Linked DNA regions of Mus musculus: all the other regions are linked to region 1. A link is a contact called in public HiChIP or PLAC-seq and promoter capture Hi-C data. All regions are on one chromosome and are shown on one strand. The core of a region is the stretch at or near the end of the contact, and the rest is flanking DNA. Distances in the headings are between cores, read along the strand shown. Region 1 holds the start of Cbx1 (chromobox 1). Region 2 holds the start of Hoxb3 (homeobox B3). Region 3 holds the start of Tbx21 (T-box 21).

Evidence for each region. Promoter capture Hi-C pulls out the DNA fragments that hold promoters and counts their contacts. HiChIP or PLAC-seq counts read pairs in DNA pulled down with a chosen protein or histone mark.
Region 2: a promoter capture Hi-C map of embryonic stem cells shows a contact between it and region 1. The contact joins the promoter of Hoxb3 here to the promoter of Cbx1 in region 1. A contact is called at or near these places in 3 of 39 promoter capture datasets (cranial neural crest, embryonic stem cells and frontonasal cranial neural crest), 12 of 115 datasets of contacts at active chromatin or transcription factors (bone marrow-derived macrophages, craniofacial prominence, differentiating embryonic stem cells and 7 more) and 3 of 9 other capture datasets (adipose tissue, embryonic stem cells and macrophages).
Region 3: an H3K27ac HiChIP or PLAC-seq map of embryonic stem cells shows a contact between it and region 1, with 6 read pairs. The contact joins the promoter of Tbx21 here to the promoter of Cbx1 in region 1. A contact is called at or near these places in 1 of 115 datasets of contacts at active chromatin or transcription factors (embryonic stem cells) and 1 of 9 other capture datasets (adipose tissue).

Annotation. Positions count from the first base shown.
Region 1 is chr11:96,786,880-96,790,804 of GRCm38.p6, forward strand. It overlaps Cbx1 (chromobox 1), which reads left to right and starts at 2,256. Exons shown (of 5, transcript NM_001362560.1): 1 at 2,256-2,474.
Region 2 is chr11:96,321,371-96,325,295 of GRCm38.p6, forward strand. Hoxb3 (homeobox B3) reads left to right here and starts at 1,756. Exons shown (of 4, transcript NM_001079869.1): 1 at 1,756-2,075. It overlaps Hoxb4 (homeobox B4), which reads left to right. Exons shown (of 2, transcript NM_010459.7): 2 at 1-268.
Region 3 is chr11:97,113,395-97,117,319 of GRCm38.p6, forward strand. Tbx21 (T-box 21) reads right to left here and starts at 1,937. Exons shown (of 6, transcript NM_019507.2): 1 at 1,256-1,937. The coding sequence starts at 1,743.

The DNA.
Region 1 (3,925 bases), core at 1,006-3,505:
GAGGGTGTCAGATGTCCTGGAGTTACGATTGTTAGCAGCCTGCAGGGCGCTGCTGGGCTTCTTTGGAGGCACAAGGTCAGAGCATTTACATGGAGAGTGGAATTCAGCTTAATGTGGGGGTGGGGGGAATAGCAGCATTTGATTTGGTCATTAGAAATGCAATTATATTTGGGATACCAGTTCTCATCTCTAATGGAGAACTCGATAGATTAGCTGGAGCTGAGCTGCACATTAAATCTCTAACCAGGAGACAAAGGCTGAAGTTTCCTATTTAACAAATCAAAGCTGGCCTGGCCACCAGGTCCCCCAGCATCCCTCAGCTCTGACCTGTTACCCCAGAATTCGTTAGACCAGGGGCTGGGCTGCCCTTCCCCCAGAGGCTCCTCCCAGCCATTTTGGTTACCTTCCTACCCCATTTTTAATGCTTTCCCATCTTGGTTGCTGCACCTGGTTCCCCTCTTTCCTTCTCTCTGCCTTCTCCTCACATGGCTTAAAGGCATCCAGAACGGGTGGGTTGTCGCCTGGTTTTGGAGGCTTGACCCAAGTATTTTTTCAGGAAGAATCGGTCTCTTTTGACTAATTTTTATATAACATTGTGAAACTAACCCTCTTTTTCTTTTGTCTTAGTTTTTTGAACAGAAAAGTTGTCACTGTTTCGGGGTTTTTTTGATTTTTGGTTTGTTTGTTTGTTTTTTTTTTTAAGACAAGCTCTCACTCTGTAACCTAGGCTACATAGTCTAAACTGCGCTTTTTTTTTTTTTTTTTTTTTTGGGTTTGCTGTTGTGTTTGTTTGTTTGTTTGAGACAGGGTTTCTCTGTGTAGCCCTGGCTCTCCTGGAACTCACTCTGTAGAACAGGCTGGTCTTGAACTCAGAAATTCTCCTGCCTCTGCCTCCTAAGTGCTAAAGTGCTCTTAAACTCCCAGCAATCCTCCTGTCTCAATCCCGGGTACTAGGATTAAGAGGCTTGAATCTGGCCTTGGAAAGTTTGATCAGTTCTATTATCAGTTGGACATCTCAGTTATTCACTTAATCACATATTCAAGGAATTTTTACCAATAAATACTGAGAGTCAAAACGTGACCTTGTGGCCGGGCGTGGTGGCGCACAACTTTAATCCCAGCACTCGAGGCAGAGGCAGGCCGATTTCTGAGTTTGAGGCCAGCCTGGTCTACAAACTGAGTTTTGAGAGAAACCCTGTCTCAAAAAAACAAACAAAAACAAACCAACCAACCAACCAAACAAACAAACAACCAAAATGACCTTGTCCTTGCTAGAAACAAACACCAAGGATCCTGAGTGTCGTGGACACAATGAGTCATATGAAGCGTCTGTCCTTACTGGAGTTCCTAGTTCAACAATTAGCAGCAACCTACCTGAATCAGAGTAGCACCCGTGTTAAAGAATGACAGCCCAGCCGTGGTTTTTGCTTAATTCCGTTTCTTTAGACTAACTTGATAAAGGATGTTCACAGAGATGGAGAAATCCCCATGAAAGTCACCCACCGGCAAGGGCAATAAAGGGAAAACTTTGAATGTGGTGGTCTGTGTTTGTAATACTCGGCATTTGGGAAGTGAAAACAGGTAGATCAGACTTCCTTGAGACCCTGTCCACTCAACAGAACCAACAACCAAAAATAAAACAAGAATAGAGAGGGAAGGAAGGGGAAAGAAAAAAAGCAAATTCAGAAAGTGTCGATGGTGTCTACCTAGACGGTTAATCTACTGCTTTCTGAATGGAGCAGTGATTCAAACTGAGAGGTAGGAACCCCAGTCAGGTGGCAATAATAGGTAAGATTGCTGGACATTATTGAAGGTGATTTGATAAATCTCAGGTGACGAATACAATATTTTTCTTTTAAACGCAAACGGACCAAACATCAACGGGCTAGTTTCCAAACCTGCAGTGTCCTACTTTTGTAGACTGAGTAAGGAATACCAGCACGCGCCTGGAATCCAGCACTTTGACATTTGAAGCAAAAAGAAAGGCCACGAGTTCGAAGCCACCTGGGCTGCGTATCCTGTTATTAAACAAACAAACCCCACCACTACCCATCAATTTCCTAGACTGTAGAGTTATGTTCTAAGTAACAGTCGACTTCGCCTTTCCAGTCAAAAAAGAAAACAAAACTACGAAAACTCCCTACAATCCTTGAAAGTGGAGGTGGGCGGCGCGGGATTCGCGCGGTACTTTGGGATCTGTAGTTTCTGGCCGACTCTTAATCCCAAGGTGCCCTGCGGCGGGTCGTCGCGTCTGCGCAGTGCAGGCGGCGGGCCGCGCAGAGTGAGAGGCTCTTTTGTTCGGCTGAGGGGAGGGCCGTTAGCGGGGCCTGCGGTACGCCGCTTCAGCGGGACGGTCGACTTGTGGCCACACGGCTCTTTGCTCCTCTGGGCGCGCTACTCCCCTCGGACCGCCCGACGCAACGCGCGAGTAGCGCGGCACCGATTCCTCTCGGACTCTCGGGCGCTGCTACGAGGTGAAGAGGCGGGCTGGAGGCGGGGTGTGTGGGGGGAGGGGACGCGGCAACGGCGGGAGGCCGCGGACCAGCGCGGGCCGCTAACGGAAGAGCGGAGACCGAGGAATGGGGGGCGCGCCCCGGCCCAGCGCCCGCCGGGTCCGCTTCCCGCGCAGAGCTCGCGGGTTGCGGGAGTGTGGAGAGGGCGGGGCAGCGAATCCAGAGCCCGGGAGCCGAGTGGTTCGCGATGAGCGGAGCCAGCGGAGGGTTAGCTTTTCAAGAACTGGACCAAGAGCGTTTGACCCGAGTGAGGGACTCTAGAGTTGGGCGGGAGAAAGAAAACTTTGGGACGTCCATAAGGGGGACAGGTGCTTTTGGGTGTGCGTGGCAGGGACCACGACTTCGTACTCTCGAGGTTTAGAAATGTAACCTGAGAAAGCGGACACGGTGGCAATCGCAAGCAACCCCCGTAGCACTTGGAGGAAAGAGAGAAAAAGTAACCTGAGGATATTGGGTCCAGTTGCCACTATCAGAGAAGTTTCTCTTGCCAGAGTTAAGAAGAAGTAACTTCCAATAAACTTGAACAGGAGGATTTGGGCAGCTCACGGTGTGCTAGCGGGGAAGAGATTTGTTGAATCCGTCTAGGGGTGGGGGTGGGGGGTCAGGCATTTTCTTGACCTTGTCTAAAAGTGGAGTTGCTGGGATAGGTAGGGTAGAAGTCTAGAGTGACTGGTCAAATGTGGAAGAAAATAAAGGGTCCCTGGGGATGTAACTTAGTTGGTAGAATGTTTGCCTAGCCCACTGCACAGGCCTGAATTCAATCCTCTGTACCTTATAAATTCGGGCTGGGCTTGATGGCATTCATGTAGCCCTTGGGAGCGGAAACAGGACGATCAGGAGTTTAAAGCCTTGCCTGGCCACCAGGGGAGTCAAGAAAGGGTGAAAAGGCCACTTTGTGCCTTGTAATGGGTCTTCAGTGTGAGTTGGGAGGCTGTGGAAGAACACGTGTAAGGCAAGACTCATCCAATGAAAGAGATCTGTTCTTTGTGCGTAAGCCTGGGGGCCTCAGTTTACCTCTCAGGATCCAGGTAAAGGTGGAAAGAGCGAGCAGACTTCACAGAATTGCCCTCTGAGCTACAAATTAGGGAAATGGCAGGGACCCTCGAAAGCAGGTGCATGCCCACCGGCAGCGAGAATATTTTTATTTAAAAAGCAGTATAGAAATATAGAACTCATTTCGGTGTGTGGTACTGAGGACCTTGCACACATGTAAGTTATCTACCACTGAGTTATGTTCCAATACCATAAAAAGGTTTTTTGAAAAATGAGTTATGCTAGAACATAGGGTAACCTCTCCAGTTTTGTGTTAAGAATCATGTCAGCTTTTTGGAATAGTTTCAAAAGACCTAAGGTTTTCTGGTAGATGTATGGCTACAATCAAGAAATTGGTGCCTATACACTTCCTGGATGCT
Region 2 (3,925 bases), core at 506-3,005, 470 kb before region 1:
GGAAGGACAATGTTGCAGAACCCTCTCCCGTTGTTATCATTGTTGCATCGTTTATTATTATTATTATTATTATTATTATTATTATTATTATTATTATTATTATTTTATGTCATGTGTGTCCTCTCTCCTGTTCTCTTTCTGACATTCCAAAACCAGGCCCCTTCCTACCTCTGGGGCTGCCTGAGCCTAGAACCTTTTGTTGGTGTGAAAATTTGTGTCCTGTACAGAGTGACAACAGAAATAAATGTTTGGTTTCTTGTGACCATCACATCGTGGTTTTGTTGGAATGTTGAAGTTAAGGGTGTGAGCAAGTGCGCCCCCCCCCAGTGTGTATGCCAAGCATCCTAGAGGGTATGGCCTCACAATTAAGTTCTCTCTCTCTCTCTCTCTCTCTCTCTCTCTCTCTCTCTCTCTCTCTCTCTCCTTTTAAAACTCCATTAGGAATTTCTTTCTCAGAAGCTTCTGAGTTGTGGAAGCTGGGTTTGTTTTCCCTTTGGGGTGCATGTGTTTTGTTTTAGACTTAAAAAAATTCCCCCATTCAGTCCAAAAATGAATCACAAGGATTGGGAGGGCTGATTCCAGTCCCCAAGGCGTGTGTGTGTGTGTGTGTGTGTGTGTGTGTGTGTAAGTGTGTGTGTGTTTCATTGTAGGACACCAGAGGCTTAAGTAGGGCAAAGTCTTTCATATGGGGATTTATTTGTCATAAGCAAATAAAATGCAGTTAAGCTGTCTCCTTCTAGACAGACGGCTCTTTGGTTATTAAAGTTCGAGAAAGGACTCCACGAGGCCAGCCTCCTTCCTCCCCGCAATGAGAAGGTATCACTTTCCTCTGAGGTGTTTAAGGCTTTAATGAGTCTAATTTTTTGCACAGATGTTTCTGGGTGTTTGCAGGGTTTCTGAGTATTTTTATATTACAAAGGAACTAGCCGGTGCCATAGCTCAAACTCTGACAAGCAAATAGATAATCAAGAAGACAAATGGGCTCTTTTGTGAAGCCCTGCTCCTGTATTAATTTTCATTTTCTTTCTCATAGAAAGTATCGAAAGTAAGGCTGGGGACCAAATAGCTGTCTGTCTCTGAGGTCCCAATAACCCCCTAGAATGGAATGGGGGGGGGGAGTGCAGGTGATCCTCAGAGACCTAGGCCAGGTCTGGGTCACTTTTGTGTACCACAGCCAAGAAGTTCTAAGGCCTGAAGTTCTAAACCTGGCTTCTGTGAGCCTGTCATGGCCCAGGATGCAGCTACGTTGCCTCCAGGAAACTCCACAGTTAAAAGTCATTTCAGTTTTTGTTGTTGTTGTTATTGTTCCATTTCTTTCCAGAAAATAAAGAGCCAACCTCTTGCACATGTTTGATTGTTGTTTATTTTACGTTTCTCTGGTTAGCCTGTAAGGTTAGCAGGAATCTGAGTAGGCCAGAGAACCCATCGGGCCAGTATCCCCAGCGCAGTAGAAATGCCCCTTAGAATGAAACCAGAAGACCAGTTTTTAAAGAGAAAGGAAAGAAGGATGGGAGAGTTGCCTGTAGCCCTGGAGGAGGATGAGAGGGTTAGCTTTGTCTTGGTTGTGGTGTAATGTTCTAGCTAAGGAGATAAGACAACCCTTAGTTGAGGGAAAAATAGTTCTTAAAAACCATAAGGCCTCCCCCCCAGGAATGTCTCTAAAGAATCAAGTCAAAGCTGCTCCTTGGAAGGTATGAATAGAATCTTTAAAAAGAAGGAGAAGAAGAAGAGGAGGAGGAGGCCGAGGACGGACCGAAGATTTCTATAGAGCTTAAAGTTCACAGCCATTCTGTGTAGACAAGAGCTAAGAAAAATGTGAGAATTATACAGAAAACCATTAATCACTTCTTTTCTTTAAATACGTATCCTCTCTCCTTTGTCATTATTCAACAGCAAATCTCCGCAGACCGGCTGTTGGGGGAAAAAAGTGTTAGCCGTCTCTCCGGATCGGCAAGGGGGAAAAATTTTGGAGCCATAAAGTTGAAAACTTTTTTCTCTCAGTTTTGGAAGAAGCCTTCCTTTCGTCATGAACGGGACCAGAGGAGCTCAGGCGAGAGCGGGCAAGAGGCTCAGAGGTAACAAAGCCCTGGCTTGGGCTGGCTTTTTCATTTTTTATTTTTTAATCATTTTATGGGCTCTTTTCACAAGTAAAAGAAAAAGAAAACCTCTCACCTCCTCTTTCTTTTTCAACTATCTTTGTGGGGTTTTATTTTATGGAGGATGCTTGGGCAGGTTTGCTACCTTTTATGATGACTGATGTTTGGGGAGAAAAGGAGAGACGTGGAGACAGAGGAGAGAGAGGCCTGGACACCTGGAGAGTGTTTGAACTGGTCAGGACGGAGGTGTCAGGGCTCCTGAAAAACACCAGAGAGGCTGTTTGTGAGGCTGTTCAGAAGTGTTTCTCTGGTTTTGAAAAATGCAGACAGGGAGAGCTTCTGTGTGTGTGTGTGTGTGTGTGTGTGTGTGTGTGTGTGTGTGTGTGCCTGTGTCCTGGGACTCCTGATTGTCTACACTGTTTACCAGTGAGATGTTGTCATTGAAGTCTCCTTTAAAAAAAAAAAAAGGAATCCAGTTCTTGACGGAGTCTCCTATCCTTGGAACTGATAGAAGTGGAATTGGTTGGGTTTTCTTCTTGTATCTAGTTTGGGATTCTAGATAAATCTTTACTCATTGAAAAAGAAACTGCTCAGGACCAGGTGCAGCAGAAATTCTCTTTTGTTCTACCCCCCACCCAATCCCATGCACCCCACACTCCAGGCCTCCTGGAGTCTCCCGTGTTCAGTTTCTTTTCTTTTTGCTTCTGGGTTGGGGGCTCTGTTCTTCCTCTGGGGGCCTTACTTCTCAGGCTGGGGAATTGGTGGACTCTGCATTAGACCTGAATGTGCTGTCCCCTTTTCCCTGAGGCCTCACTGAGAGAGAGTTTGGAGGCGGGAGGATGGCAGGAGGAAGAGTTCATGGAGAGGCCACGTTTTCTAGGCGATTAGCTTGGTATTAGAACCACAAAATGACCTCGGAAGCCCCTTGACCTCTCTGAGACTGGACATTGTGCTAGCTCTTGCTTCCTGCCCCAGAGGGAAAGTCACACCTCTTCAGGGTTCCTAGCTTCTTTATTCCCACTGTGGTCCCCAAATGCTTTGCTAGCTCAGAATTTATGTATCATTTTTCTATTGTTGTGGATTGGGAAGAAAGGTAGAGTTTTGTTTGTTTTGTTTTGTCTTTTTAAGTTAGCCCAGAAGTCCTGTGGGTAGGGAGTACTGGTGCTGATCTGTCTATATAAAGCTCCTTCCCTAGGTTTGGCTTCAGCCCCAGCCCCATCCCAACTCCATTTGCTTCTCTCTCTCTCTCTCTCTCTCTCTCTCTCTCTCTCTCTCTCTCTCTTTCTCTCTCTCCCTCTCTGTCTCTCCCTCTCTCTCTCTCTCTCCCCACCCCTCTGCCTCCTTTAAAGCGAGCTGAGGGAAGGAGAACTAAAGAATACAATACTGAGAGGTCAGACAGTCACCAGTCACAGATCAGAGGAATAAATTCCTGAGCTGGAGAGAAAGGCTTTCCACCATGGACACTATCTTGGAGATATTTCTTCATATTCTCTCCCCCCCCCCTCAACTATTTTCTGAAGTTCCTTTGTTTAGGGAGCTGTTTTTATAAACACCTTTATCTCCCGTACCCCAATCTTCCTTTTCTAAGTTCTTGTGTACCTCAATAAGCAGTAGAGTAAGAGAGCTGAAAGGAGGACCTCTCGCACGTTGCTCTGCGCGCGTTTTCCCTGCTAACCAAAGTTGGTAGAAACTTTTCAAGTCAAGAGATAAGTGGAAGACTTGCTAAAGGGGGGAAGCTGGAGTGAAGACCCCTTTTCTGTGACTGGCGCTCTATCTTCTGCATTCAATATCCTCAGTAGCAGCACACGTGGAAGGAAGGAGAGGGAAGG
Region 3 (3,925 bases), core at 687-3,186, 330 kb after region 1:
CCCCACATCATCCGAAGGGAATATACTCTAGCAGTGCCTCCTGGGATCCGGCAAGGGTTTCTGTCCCCCTCCCAGAAACCCCACCCTTGCAATCTCTCAATTACATTTTGAGTCTCCATCCTAATACCGCACATCCTAACTCACTAATGGCAAAGTTCTGGCTGGTCCTCACTGGGAAAGGTAGCTGCCTCTTCCCATAAGACACAAGAGGGTCCACTCGAGGTGTTGCATACTATAAATGACCCCTCAGAAACTGCAAGTTTCTCTTTCTTCAGCAAAGAGACTCGATCCGGAAGCAGCAGGCTGAGCCACAAACCATACCACTAATGCAACAGGCTTAGGGGACCCCCTCCATCTTCCCCCAGGCTGGACTGATGAATAGCTGGGTGAGAAAGTGGACATATTTTTAGGGACTAGCCTCAAAGAGCACAGTGCAAGACTGGACACCAGCTGCAACTGGTCTTGAACTTGGCACGTTCAGGCCCTCGGCATTTATTTGTGCCTTTATAAGTTTTGCTGCTTCCCACCTCTCTACACAACACACACACACACACACACACACACACACACACACACACTCCTCTCTCTCTCTCTCTCTCTCTCCCTCTCTAGACATATGATCTCAAAGTAAGACCGGAAAAGAAACTTGGCGACCGCTTCTCCATGTCACCAAATCCCAGTCTGCTCCCCCCCTCCCCCATACACCAAAGCTACCCTAAGCACAGCAGTAGCAAAGGAACAGGCACACTGAGATCTCAAAAAATATTCTGCCCCCAACACTTCAATTTCCCGAATACCTAAGGACCGAAAGGCGGTCAGTCAGGTCTATAACACACACTCCTCGCTGCCCACTGAGATCCCAGACTGAGGCAAGGAGCAAATTAACCCCCTCCAGTCCCCCACCCCCCACCCCCCACCGGCCAACTCTCGGTGAAGCGAGAGTCATCCTTTCCTCTGCACCAAAGTAACTTCTAATTGCGCCCACAGCATCATCCTTTTTGAGCCCTCTGATACCCTCAGCACCCGCGGCTCTCCGGAGCTTGCGGTGCCCTCCCCGCAACCCTGCTCCCCCGTCTCCTAAAACTGAAGCTCAGTCTACGAACACAAAGACTCAGCAACCTGCAGCTTCAAATTTTGATTTCAAAAAAAAAAAAAAAAAAAAAGAGGAAAGTCGTTGTTCCGGCGGGCCACCGAGGCCAGACTCCCGCCGGCTCCGCCCTGCGAGCTCGCTGCGCTCGGCGCGCACCTCACTCACCGTCCTTGCTTAGTGATGATCATCTCTGTCTGGTGCTGGTTGAACTTGGACCACAACAGGTGGTTGCTGAGCGCGACTCTCAGCTTCCCAGACACCTCCAACCCCGCGGGCAATGCGTAGTCCTCGCGCGGCCCTGGGTAGAGCCCCGCGCGCGGGTCAGGGGCAGGGTAGCCATCCACGGGCGGGTAGCCCTCCGCACCCGCGGGCGGCGGGAAGAACTCGCCAGGCCCGGGAAAGCCAGCCACCTGAGCCCGGGGCGGGTAGGCGAAGGATCCAAGGAAGCGACCCGGCGCGGCAGGCACCAGGGCGCCCCCAGAGTAGGGCGTCCCCAGGCTGCTACCTGCGCGGCGATCGGTCGGGTCCTGTGCGCCCGGCTCGGGATAGAAGAAACGATGCTGTTGGTCCGCTCCGGGCCCCCGGCCCTCGTCACTCGGCATCGGCTCGGTGCCGGTCAGCATGTCTCCGCAGCCCGGCTCCACGATGCCCATCCGAGGCGGGCTGGGCGCCTTCCAGCAGCCGTCGAAGAGACCCGAGGGTCCTTAGGGCTGGGGCGACGGGGGCGGCGTCCGAAGACCAATGAAACTTCACTGGAGCGGGAGCTGGGACGCTTGGCTCCTGAGCGCGCGTTGGATAGGCGCGCAGCTGCTCCTGGGCTTTCTCTGCAGCCCGCGCTGTCACTAGCGGCGCGGCGGCCTTTGCTGTGGCTTTATGAAGCTCCTTGGGTCCCCTCACCCCGCCACCTTGGCCCCGCCCCGCCCCGCCCCCTCGTGGCTAATACAGCGCGAATTCGCTTTTGGTGAGGACTGAAGCCCCGACCCCCACTCCTAAGTGTAAGTCTCTTGTCGCCCCAATCTGGGAAAGAGTCAACCTGCCACCTGAAACTCTGAAACTTCGAGGAGAGAAACGGTTTCTCTCCCCCAGGAAGTTCCGCCAGTCCTGGAAGGCACAGCAAAGGCCCTTTCCCCAGATGGGACCATCTGAGCATTCTCACGCCTCTGGCAGGCTCAGAGCTACTTAGACTATCCATAGTCAACAGATATTTGTTGCTGCCTCCTGTATGCCCAGGCTTTGTGACTTTACACAAAGTGTTTGCTCGCTGTCTCTTGTCCGCCGCCCCCACCCCCCATCGCTAGCCTCCCACCCCACCCCCCAGGCCCGAGGATGATGCTTGTCCCTCTAGCCCAGGAGGAAACTTGGAAGCTGTCTCCCAAGAAGATTGCACCCAAAGCAGCCCACGGTGGGCTGGGCTGGCTGAAATGCTCCCACAAAAGCTCGTTCACGTGGCAGCGTAACAGCTAGCGAAAGACACGGGAAGTAGCGCTTGGCTGTCAGTGTTCAGAGTCCCAGGGCTGACTCTGACTGTGACTCGGGTGTGTAGGACCTGGGTAAGTCACTTCCTTTGCCTGAAAGTCCCTCAGGCCTGATGGGGTAGGCTGGGGAAATAAATATTCGTATTGGGGGTAGGGGCTGTGTACCTTATACCAACCGGTGTCTGTGTGCCTCTGTTTCCATTCTATTATAGAAAAAAACAAAGGTATGTAGTCCAAGCTGGCTGACAGGGAGCCCAGCACCTGCTCTGATGGAGACAGACAGTCCTTCCTCCGCTGTTCTATTCCAATAACTACGGTAAGTCCTGCATTTTGAGAAGAATCTCACCTCCTAACTGAAAATGAATCCATTGGGAGTTTTCTTTTGAAATAAAAAGCATCCCCGGGGTCTGGGATATAGTTCAACTGATGGAGTGCCTGCTTAGCATACACCCACGCTTCTGGTTCCACCCCCAGCTTTGTATAGATGGGGCATGGTGGCACATGCCTGTCATCCCAGCACTTGAGAGGGTTGGTAGAGGATCAGAAGTTTAAGGTCATCTTCAGCTACAATTTGGGCCAGCCTGGGTTACAGGGGATCTTATCTCAAAAGTAAGTAAATAAGAAGTAAAGTATCGTTTAAGAGTTACTTGGGCTGGAGAGATGGCTCAGCGGTTAAGAGCATTGACTGCTCTTCCGAAGGTCCTGAGTTCAAATCCCAGCAACCACATGGTAGCTCACAACCATCGGTAATGAGATCTGGCACCCTCTTCTGGAGTGTCTGAAGACAGCTACAGTGTACTTACATATAATAAATAAATTAATTTTAAAAAAAGACTGGTGATTTTATATCATCCTGGGCATATCACATCCATAAAGTAGGAATTGGGGCTCTGCACCAGGCGCTTTTTCTTGTGTTTCCTCTTCTCCTCTTCTGGAGAGTGATGAAGGAGACCCTTGCGAGTGAGGCATAATCTCAGAGGGAGGGCGTCACCGCCAGGAAGCAAGTTACTTGTTATTGTGTGTGGACATCTGTGCCATGGTGCATGTTTAGAGTTCAGAGTCCAGCTGTGTGGGGTCAGTCCTTTCTTTCCATCCTTATGTGGGTTCTGAGTCTGGAACTCAGGTCATCAGGCTTGGACAACAAGTGCCTTTAACTGCTGAGCCATCTTGCTGGCCTCAGGACTAAAATCATCCTCTGTACAGAAAATCTAGGCAGTGAAGAAAAACAGAAGTCAGACAAACCACCACCCTCCCATACTAGCTCCCGTATTAACATTTTAAGAAAACCCTTCTGGATACCTCCCTTGTATAGACCCTCCTGTGTCTCTGTCTTTTGTACACACACACAGATGTCTAATTT